3 separate regions of the Mus musculus genome follow, and regions 1 and 2 are each linked to region 3. The links are chromatin contacts, called in public HiChIP or PLAC-seq and promoter capture Hi-C maps. All regions are on one chromosome and are shown on one strand. Each heading gives the region's core, a stretch centred on a gene start, on an enhancer-like site or on the middle of the called end of the contact. The rest is flanking DNA. Distances are from core to core; before and after follow the strand shown.

What was found. Promoter capture Hi-C pulls out the DNA fragments that hold promoters and counts their contacts. HiChIP or PLAC-seq counts read pairs in DNA pulled down with a chosen protein or histone mark.
Region 1: a contact with region 3 is called in a promoter capture Hi-C map of cranial neural crest. The contact joins the enhancer-like site here to the promoter of Trap1 in region 3. A contact is called at or near these places in 5 of 39 promoter capture datasets (the 3T3-L1 cell line, the C10 cell line, cranial neural crest and 1 more), 3 of 115 datasets of contacts at active chromatin or transcription factors (embryonic stem cells, epiblast stem cells and large pre-B cells) and 2 of 9 other capture datasets (liver and pancreatic islet).
Region 2: an HNF4G HiChIP or PLAC-seq map of pancreatic cancer cells shows a contact between it and region 3. The contact joins the promoter of Adcy9 here to the promoter of Trap1 in region 3. A contact is called at or near these places in 2 of 39 promoter capture datasets (cranial neural crest and neural stem cells), 1 of 484 Hi-C or Micro-C datasets (group 2 innate lymphoid cells), 3 of 115 datasets of contacts at active chromatin or transcription factors (cardiomyocytes, extraembryonic endoderm stem cells and pancreatic cancer cells) and 2 of 9 other capture datasets (adipose tissue and liver).

The regions. Positions count from the first base shown.
Region 1 is chr16:4,487,897-4,490,596 of GRCm38.p6, forward strand. All of the region lies in intron 4 of Srl (sarcalumenin), which reads right to left. Among named protein-coding and RNA genes, the nearest start is that of Srl, 34 kb to the right of the region's middle. Within about 2 kb of position 1,400, at least 127 of the 459 cell types and tissues checked have an H3K27ac peak or open chromatin away from gene starts, as enhancers often do.
Region 2 is chr16:4,419,104-4,421,803 of GRCm38.p6, forward strand. Adcy9 (adenylate cyclase 9) reads right to left here and starts at 1,395. Exons shown (of 11, transcript NM_009624.3): 1 at 673-1,395; 2 at 1-485. The coding sequence starts at 442.
Region 3 is chr16:4,076,434-4,079,133 of GRCm38.p6, forward strand. Trap1 (TNF receptor-associated protein 1) reads right to left here and starts at 1,377. Exons shown (of 18, transcript NM_026508.2): 1 at 1,260-1,377. The coding sequence starts at 1,347.

The DNA of each region.
Region 1 (2,700 bases), core at 150-2,649, 410 kb after region 3:
AGAATGTCTCACAAAAAGGACAAAACTTCTGCATTTCGAAGATTGAAGTTTGCTACCTGAATCAACAGTAAGAAAGGACATGGGAGAAGCATAGACAAGGTTGAGCCATCCGAGCTCCAGGCTCTGCCCATCTGCAGCTTGCAGCTCTCCTTATCTCTTCACTGGGGCTCTTCACATCCTCCCCTCAAGCTCAGATTAGTCTTAGTCCATGACAAGTCTTCCAGGGTCTGAAACCAAACACTGAAAACTGGGAATCCTTAGATTCTTGGTCCCTGAGGCCAAGGTCCTCTAAGACACCCTGCTAGGAATCACACCCTGCCAAGGCTACTGGAGAGGGGTATGAGAGAGAGAAGCAGAATTCTCTAGTGTCTTCAAAAGAAAGATGGTGGTTTAGGAGGGTGCTCACTAGCAGAGCATTTACATAGTATGTGCGAGGCCCTGGGTTCAGTCCCCACTACTGCAAAAATAGAAAACAAAACCAAATCTGGGCAAAGAAGCAGGTAGAGGCTGTAGACAGAGATGCTGTTTCTTATTGCTGCTTTCTGGTCCTCTAACTTCTTTTCTGAACTAGCTGCACTGAGCACCTGTGCTCTCCAGACTTTTGTCTTCCTGAGCCTGCAGACAGACCTCAAAATACAGTCTTCTTTCTTAAACTTTTTTTAAATTTATTTCTTATAATTTTGTATACTGTCCTGACTCAAAAGTCTGAAGTACAAAAAGCCCCAGTCTGTCTAGGCCACAATACACTCTCTATTAGGTAACTAATGCTGGGCCAGTTGGGGTGGGTTTTTTTTTTTTTTTTCTATTTTCTTTTGAGAGGACGTTATATTTCCCAGGATGTTCTCAAAGTCCTGGGCTCAAGAATCAAGTGATTCTCTTGCCTCAGCCTCCAGGGTAGCTGGGCCTATCTATATTTGTGTACCACTACCCTGGACACTAATGCTAATTTCTGGCATTTTTCAGCTGCCTTACTGTGTATACACTGTGTTGTATACCAGTGTTGTACATTCATTTTTGTATAGCATGAATCCCTTCTGCACCTGGCTTTTGGATATACTGGTTTTGTTCCTTTGGGAGTAAAGCAAAGTCCTAAAAGATGATGGCTTCTGTATGGTGAGCACAAGTCGTGGGCTGGCCCTTCCCTCTTGTGTGTAAGCACACATGAGAGGCACTCAGCCTGGGAACACGGCGATTAGGCATCTCAAGAGAGTTATGCCAGTTATGGATTTTTCCAAAAAGCCAGCGCTGGTTATGTGAGACAGAGCTTCGAGTGTTGCTGTTCCAATTCTGCACAGCAGGGGGCATTGTGGGCATATGTGGGAGACCAGCAATAAGCTTGAAGGATAGGGGGCATGCAGGAAGCTGGCAGGACATTAGGACAGAGAAGCCAAGTCCAGAAAGGGAAGCCAGAAGAGAGCCAATTGGCCTTTGCTGAGAGCCAATCCAGGGGCAGCTGGCAGCCTCTTGGCCACTGAGGCTTTAAGTTTGGAGTTTCCCTGGGAGGGTCATGCCACTCTTGGTGTCAGAGTAGGGAGACAAGTACAGAGGACAGAAGAAAGCCAGCCACTGTTCTGTGACCTCACACCAGGCCTGCACGCGCTCGAAGAAGCAGGAGCGGCGGGCGGCGGGCTCTTAGGCCTGTAAGAATGGTATAGGAACCGACAGCACAGGGCATTCATCCCCTGGGGAAAGGAATGGGGCCGGGGTCCTGACAGTGGCCAGGGCAACCAGCACTGCCTGGCATTAGATTCCTGTTCTGTAGAGTAGGAACAAATGTGCCCTCAGATACACAGCTACTCAATAGGCATTAGGCTAATATGGAAATTGCCAGGTAACACAGGAAGAGATTTGTCATGTGATTTACAATTAAAACAAGGGCTGGGGTTATAGCTCTGTAGTAGAGCACTTGCCTAGGATGCTCAGGGCCCTGGGTTCCATCCCCAGAACTGAAAAGAAAAAAATAACAATTATGAAAGCTTTAAACCAGGAGTTAGAGTAGCTGTGGATATAGCTCAGTGGCAGGGCACCTGCTTAGCATATCTAAAGTCTGGGGTTGTGTCCCCAGCACTGAAAAATGAGTCACACTTTTAAAGATGGCAAACCATGGTGGAACAAGAATTCTCTGGTATGTTCTTGTGAATACAGATTGGAGTATTTCAAGGCAATTTTCTAACAATGATTAAAATACTTAATTCTAGTGTTCTATAATAATTTTTAAACATGTATTTGTGGGGCCGGGGTATGCCAGAAGATAAATTACGGGAGTTGGTTCTCTTTTCTTACCATACAGGTCCAGGGATTGAATTAAGGCTGTCTGGGCTGCAGGTACATTTGCCTACTATGCCATCTTGTCAACCCCTTTGCTGTACTATTTTAAGGACAAACAAGCAAGCAAAACATGTCTTACAAATATCTGTACACAAAATATATGAATTATGCTAGTGTTTGGAATGGTTTAATTTCATTTTGTTTAGATAGCATCCCACTCTAAAGCCTATGGTGGCCTGAAATTCATTCTGTAGCCCAGGCTGGCTCTAAATCCTTAGTCATTCTATTGCCTCAGCCTTACAAGTGCTGAGACTACAGGCATAGCCAGCATGCCCAGCTTTGGAACATATGTATGTATGTATGTATGTATGTATGTATGTATTGGGGGTGCACAGCTTGGTGTGTGTATCGAGGCCAGAAGGGCCTTGTGGG
Region 2 (2,700 bases), core at 145-2,644, 340 kb after region 3:
GGACCACCATGACAATCACTTTGGATTTCATGTGGACAGCGAAATAGATGCTCCAGAGAAGGCAGGCGAAGCCCACATAAAAGAGTGCGTACCGGAAGCGGCGCTGGGTCTGCGGAAAGCAGCGCTCCAGGCAGGCCTCCTCCAGGTTCATGGAGTCGAATTTGGGGTCCCACCACCGGCTGGAGGCCCTCTCAAAAAGCTGGGGCAGCTTCTTCTGTCTGCGCAGGCGACCCCCGCCGCCAACCCTCCGGGGAAGGCCCCCTGAGTCTCCCGAGCTGCTACAGCTGGAGGAGATGCTGTACTTGCAGTGCTTCGGGTGGGTGTTGGAGGACAGCTGCTTAGGGTTGATCTTGACCCTCACGCTGTTGCTGTCTCCGCTTGAGTCGCAGCTCACCTCGGTGCTATGGTGATGCAGCAGCTGCTGGTGGGGTGAGGAAGCCATGTTGCCGAGCTCTTGGAACCTTTCCCGACCAGGTCAGGGGCACCTGCAGGCAAAACCAGCAGAATTAGAGCGGCCTGACTACACACACTCCCGGAGGGCCACGCGACCTGTGCTTGTCGCGAGTGCGAGCTCTGGCGAGCCACTTGGGAAGGCACCACCATATGTTCACCAAAACTGCCCATAACGGCGCATAAAAGCGCCAAGGCGAGCGAGAACCGCACGGGCCGTACCTGGTGCTCCCAGGGTTCTCGTGCCGCGGCCGCGCTGAGTCTTGGGTCCCCGGCAGCGCTGCGCTGCGCTCCCCTCGGGCGCCGTCGCCCGCTGGTGGCCTCTCCCCGTGCAACTCCAACTGCAGCTCCAGAGGGAAGTTCAGACCTTGAGCGCTCGGGGCACCGGGAGCAGCTTTCGCAAAAACAACTCGGGAGGCGAGCAGCGCTTCATCCTGCCGCAGCAGCGCCCGGTGCGTCAAAGCGCGCGGGCCAACCTGCGGCTCCTGCCGCGTTCCGTCCCCTTGCGGCTAAGCACCAGCGGGCTACCCTGCCCCGCGCCCCTGCTCGCGAGCTTGAGGAGCCCGAGGGCCGCCCGTCCGAGCGGCCGGTCTAGCAGGGCCTGCTGCCCGCAGCCGAACGCACCCCGGCCCAGAGCCGAGCTCGGGGCACTGCGCGGGCCCCTCCACAGACCGCCGTGCGGGCTGCCGCAGAGCCTGACTCCCGCGACGCCGGCTGGCCAGCACGCCGGTCGTCCGCACGCCGCGCCCACGCCCCAGGGGCCCTGCCTGAGCTACAGATGCCGCTGCGGCTGCGCCCGCCGCCCGCTCTCCCGCAGCCGCTGCCTCAGGTCGGAAGAGTAGCAGCCGCAGCCGCCGCCACCACCATCTCCGGCCCCCTCCTCCTCCCCCTCCCGCTGTCACTGACAGACGCGCGCCCGCGCCGCCCCTCTCCTCTGCCGCAGCGCGCACGCGCGGCCCGCGCACGTCACCGCCGGGTCCGGGACACGCGCACCAGCAGCGCGCCACCCCGCCTAGGAGCGCGCGCCCGGCTCGGGGCTGCAGCGGGGCGGGGCCGGGCGGACGCGCTCTGGGCGCCGCCCTCCGCCCTGGGCTGCTCCGAGCCTGGGCCGCCTGCTGTGGGCACCAGGCCTCCGCCTTCTTCCGAGGCCTTGGCTGCCTTTGACTACTTGCCCCGCAGCCTGGCCCCCAAGTCCGCACAGGAAGCATCTAAGCGCAGTTTACCTTTTGGATACATCGAAGTTTTCAGTCCCTGGCTTTGCTCGATTGTGACCTCCCTCCCATTCTGCCAGCAATGTAGGAGTGTTCCCAGTGGTGCTAGGCCCCTCTGAACTTGCTGGGGGATGGAAATGATCATCACCAGCCAAGCCACTTCTGATAGCTTCTAAAGTCGAGCACCACTGAGGACCACCTTTGCCAACCCCCTGGGGAAGTTATCTTCCCGACTTTGAAGATCTTTCATTCTTCACATGAACAACTGTTTTTCCCTCTCCACAAGGAAAACGTTCAAAGAAATCAGCTTCCCATTAATAAGTTCTACATTGGTCTGTGTAAACTCTGGCCTGAATAAACACAATTCTATATTCTCTGGTCGCACCCTGGCTGCCACACCGTACAGTGTTTTTCTGCAACCACAGGGGACTAACTGACCCTTCCTTCCCACAGCTCTCGGGGCCCATCCCAGGCATCCACAGTCACTGTGGAATTCAGGAATAGGAAGGTAAAATATAGACTATCTATACAACCGAATATTATTCGACTATAAAAATGAAGTACACTTGCTACAACCTCTGAAACACACTGGGTAAAAGAAACCAAACACAAGAGGCCACATATTGTATGATTGTATTAATGTGAAATGCCCAGAACAAGCAAATCTATAGAGAAAATACAGGTGATGGATGCCTGCGGTTGTATGAAGTACTAGGTATTGACTACACTATCAAGCCTGGGGGTTCCTTTTGGGGTGATGAAAACATCTGGAACTAGTGAGAACACAACGCCGTGGATTCTGTAGTAGGTATACTTCATGAACGTACTAGTGTCTTTGGATTGCTTTAATGATAAGTACAACTGCATAAATGGTAAGTTTTATGCAGTATGTATTGCACCACAATAAACAGGAACTTTTTAAAGTAAACGTGTCATTGTTGATATATTCCAGCTCAAAGTGCAAGATGTCCATCTAATTATGAGAAAACATCTGAGGAAGGAACTTAATCTGAAAAATACTCCACAACCAAACTGCCAA
Region 3 (2,700 bases), core at 127-2,626:
CAAATAAAAAACTTGAGCTAGACTCCAGAGTCAACTTTGGGAACAGACTGAGCAAACCAGCCAAGGTTGAGAAGGTGTTTGCAGAACATGATGCAAAGATACACAAGAAATCAGAGAAGATACGGATCCACTGTTAAGTAAAACCAGCTTCTCTGTAGATAGAAATCACAAGAGATGTCTTCTACACAGAGCTCTTTTTTTTTTTAGTATTCTCCGTGGCACTGGGGACCAATTCAGGGCCTATGCAAGCCAAGCACAAACTGCCTTTGGGGGCTCTTTTTTTGTTGTTTTGGTTTGAGACATACTCAAATGTTGGAAAAGATACTATGGGTAAATCAGTTTTGCTACTAGAGGACACATATACAGACAAAAGTATTTTGAGCACCAGGCACTGTGGCACACTTTAATCCTACCACTCTGGGGAGCAGAGGCAGATGAATCTCTGTGAGTTTGTGACCACCCTGGCCAGGCGGAACATATATGGTGAAACCCTGTCACCCTCCCCACACCCAATAAAAAACTGAGGTGAAGTTTGGCAGATTAGCTAATACAGAAATAAAAGGGCAAATTCTGAAACCGAAAACATGTTCCTAAAGATTTAAGCAATCGCTCACTCAAATCTGTTAAACACTGTAACGATATTTGTGGCCAAGAGAACATTTAGTGGAGGATGAGAGCGACAAAACTTCGGAAAGCCATTGGGAAGCTATGTTTATGCGAAACATAAATGTAATGAATGCCAGAAGCTTTAATATTCTTTCGCAGTTAATTCTTGACTTGAGCCCTTTTATGTAAAAATAGCTGTAAATACGTATAATTTAAGTGTATGTAACGCTAACATCTTCACTGTTACATGAGTGCGGGGTGGGAAAGTATAGATTAAGGTTATTCTCTCTCCTTTCCTTTCTCTTTCAATTCCAGGGATCAAACACGCGGAGTTCACTGGCTCCCTGAAGTCCTGGGTAACCGTTGGTTTTGCTCACCGTAGTTACCCCAGGGCTTGACTTCTGCGAGAGCTGAGCTTGTGAACAGCCGCGTGCAACGAACTTGTCAACCCAAGCGCGGGAGCGTCTGCAATCAGGACTACCAGGGACTGACGAGAGCAGGCTGTGGCTGCCCGTGACTCGGCTCCCCAAAAGCGACCACAAGGTCCTACTCCCCGCCCCACTTAGCAGCTCCGGCGCAGTGCGGCCTCCCGCCGGTCTAAGAGTGTGCACACAGCCTCAGACGCCGCCTCTGCGCTCTCGTGCCGCGCTCACCTCGCCGAACTCCAGCCAGCGCGGGGGCCCGCAGTACAGTCTGCAGCCCGCGGCCCCACAGCAACACAGCTCGCAGCTCGCACGCCATGCTTCCTTTCCCAAGTGTGGCTAACAGCCTAACAGAGTGATGAGGGGGCCTTCCGCGGGGGCGGCTCAGTGACGTCATGGCGCGCGACGGGCTGTCCAAGGCGTTGCCTGTGCGAGAACGGGAACGCAGCAAACCGCAGCGCGGGGGCCCTGAAGACTGTACTTTTTGACCTTGGATCTCAGTGACAAGGTCGCTGATCCCTTGCATTGTGCGTGTGAGGGTTATAGTGTCCCCGGCCCGCGGTGCTGGCGGTCCCTAGGCGGGAGCATCCCATTCTCGAGATGGCACTACCCAGCTGGAGTGTGGATCCACTGAAAAACTCTTACAGCAATGCCAAAACCTACACTTTGACAAATTTTAGGTTTGACTGTTATTCGCCAAAACGTGAGCTCAGTAACCAACACCTTTGGACTTACCCGTTTATTGTGACTTTCTCCCTACTGGAAGCTTGTTTGGGGATCCAGGCCACAAACCTTGTCTCTAAAGTTTTTTTTTTTTTTTTTTTTTTTGTTTTTTTGTTTTTTTGTTTTTGTTTTTCGAGACAGGGTTTCTCTGTATAGCCCTGGCTGTCCTGGAACTCACTTTGTAGACCAGGCTGGCCTCGAACTCAGAAATCCACCTGCCTCTGCCTCCCAAGTGCTGGGATTAAAGGCTTGCACCACCACGCCCGGCCCTCTAAAGTTTAATCCAAACTCCAGCCGCCTCCAGAGCAGGTCGCTTGTCCCGGTCCTAACCTCAGAGTAAGGCCCAGCGAGGACCTTTCTGACAGGTTCTCGCTTGATTCTGACACACACCAGATACATTTTCCTATGATCAGATTTTACTAAAACATTAGAGCGATTATCTAGCTTGTTAGCAGACACTAGTAGCAAGAGCAGTTAATTCCTGGATCCAGAATAGACTTGAAGTTTTGGTATAGGGAATGTTTAGTTACTGTTCTAGGTTGACAAGGATTGCTCCCACATTGACTTTATAGATGGAAAATAGATAAGAATGGGCAGATATGAGGCCAAACTTTAATACAGGCTCTGTATTTAAAGTGCCTGTTGCCCTGATAACCCCAAGAAATTGACAGAGCACTGTGTGCCTGTGATCTCAGTGCTGGGGAGACAGAAACAAGAGAATCCTTGGGTTTTGCTAGCCAACCAATCTGATTCTGATGTCCCATGTTCAGTAAAAGGCCATGTTTCAATATAAGGTGGAGAGAGCACCTGAACACCTCACAATTCCTACCCCTAACCCCCAGCCAGTTCTGCTCCTGCTGGGCCCACATCCTCCACAACCAGCCCCACCCCTGCTCCCTAGTGTCTTTTTCCATGGTCACCCTTAGATCCTCACAGTTCTAGCTTCTGC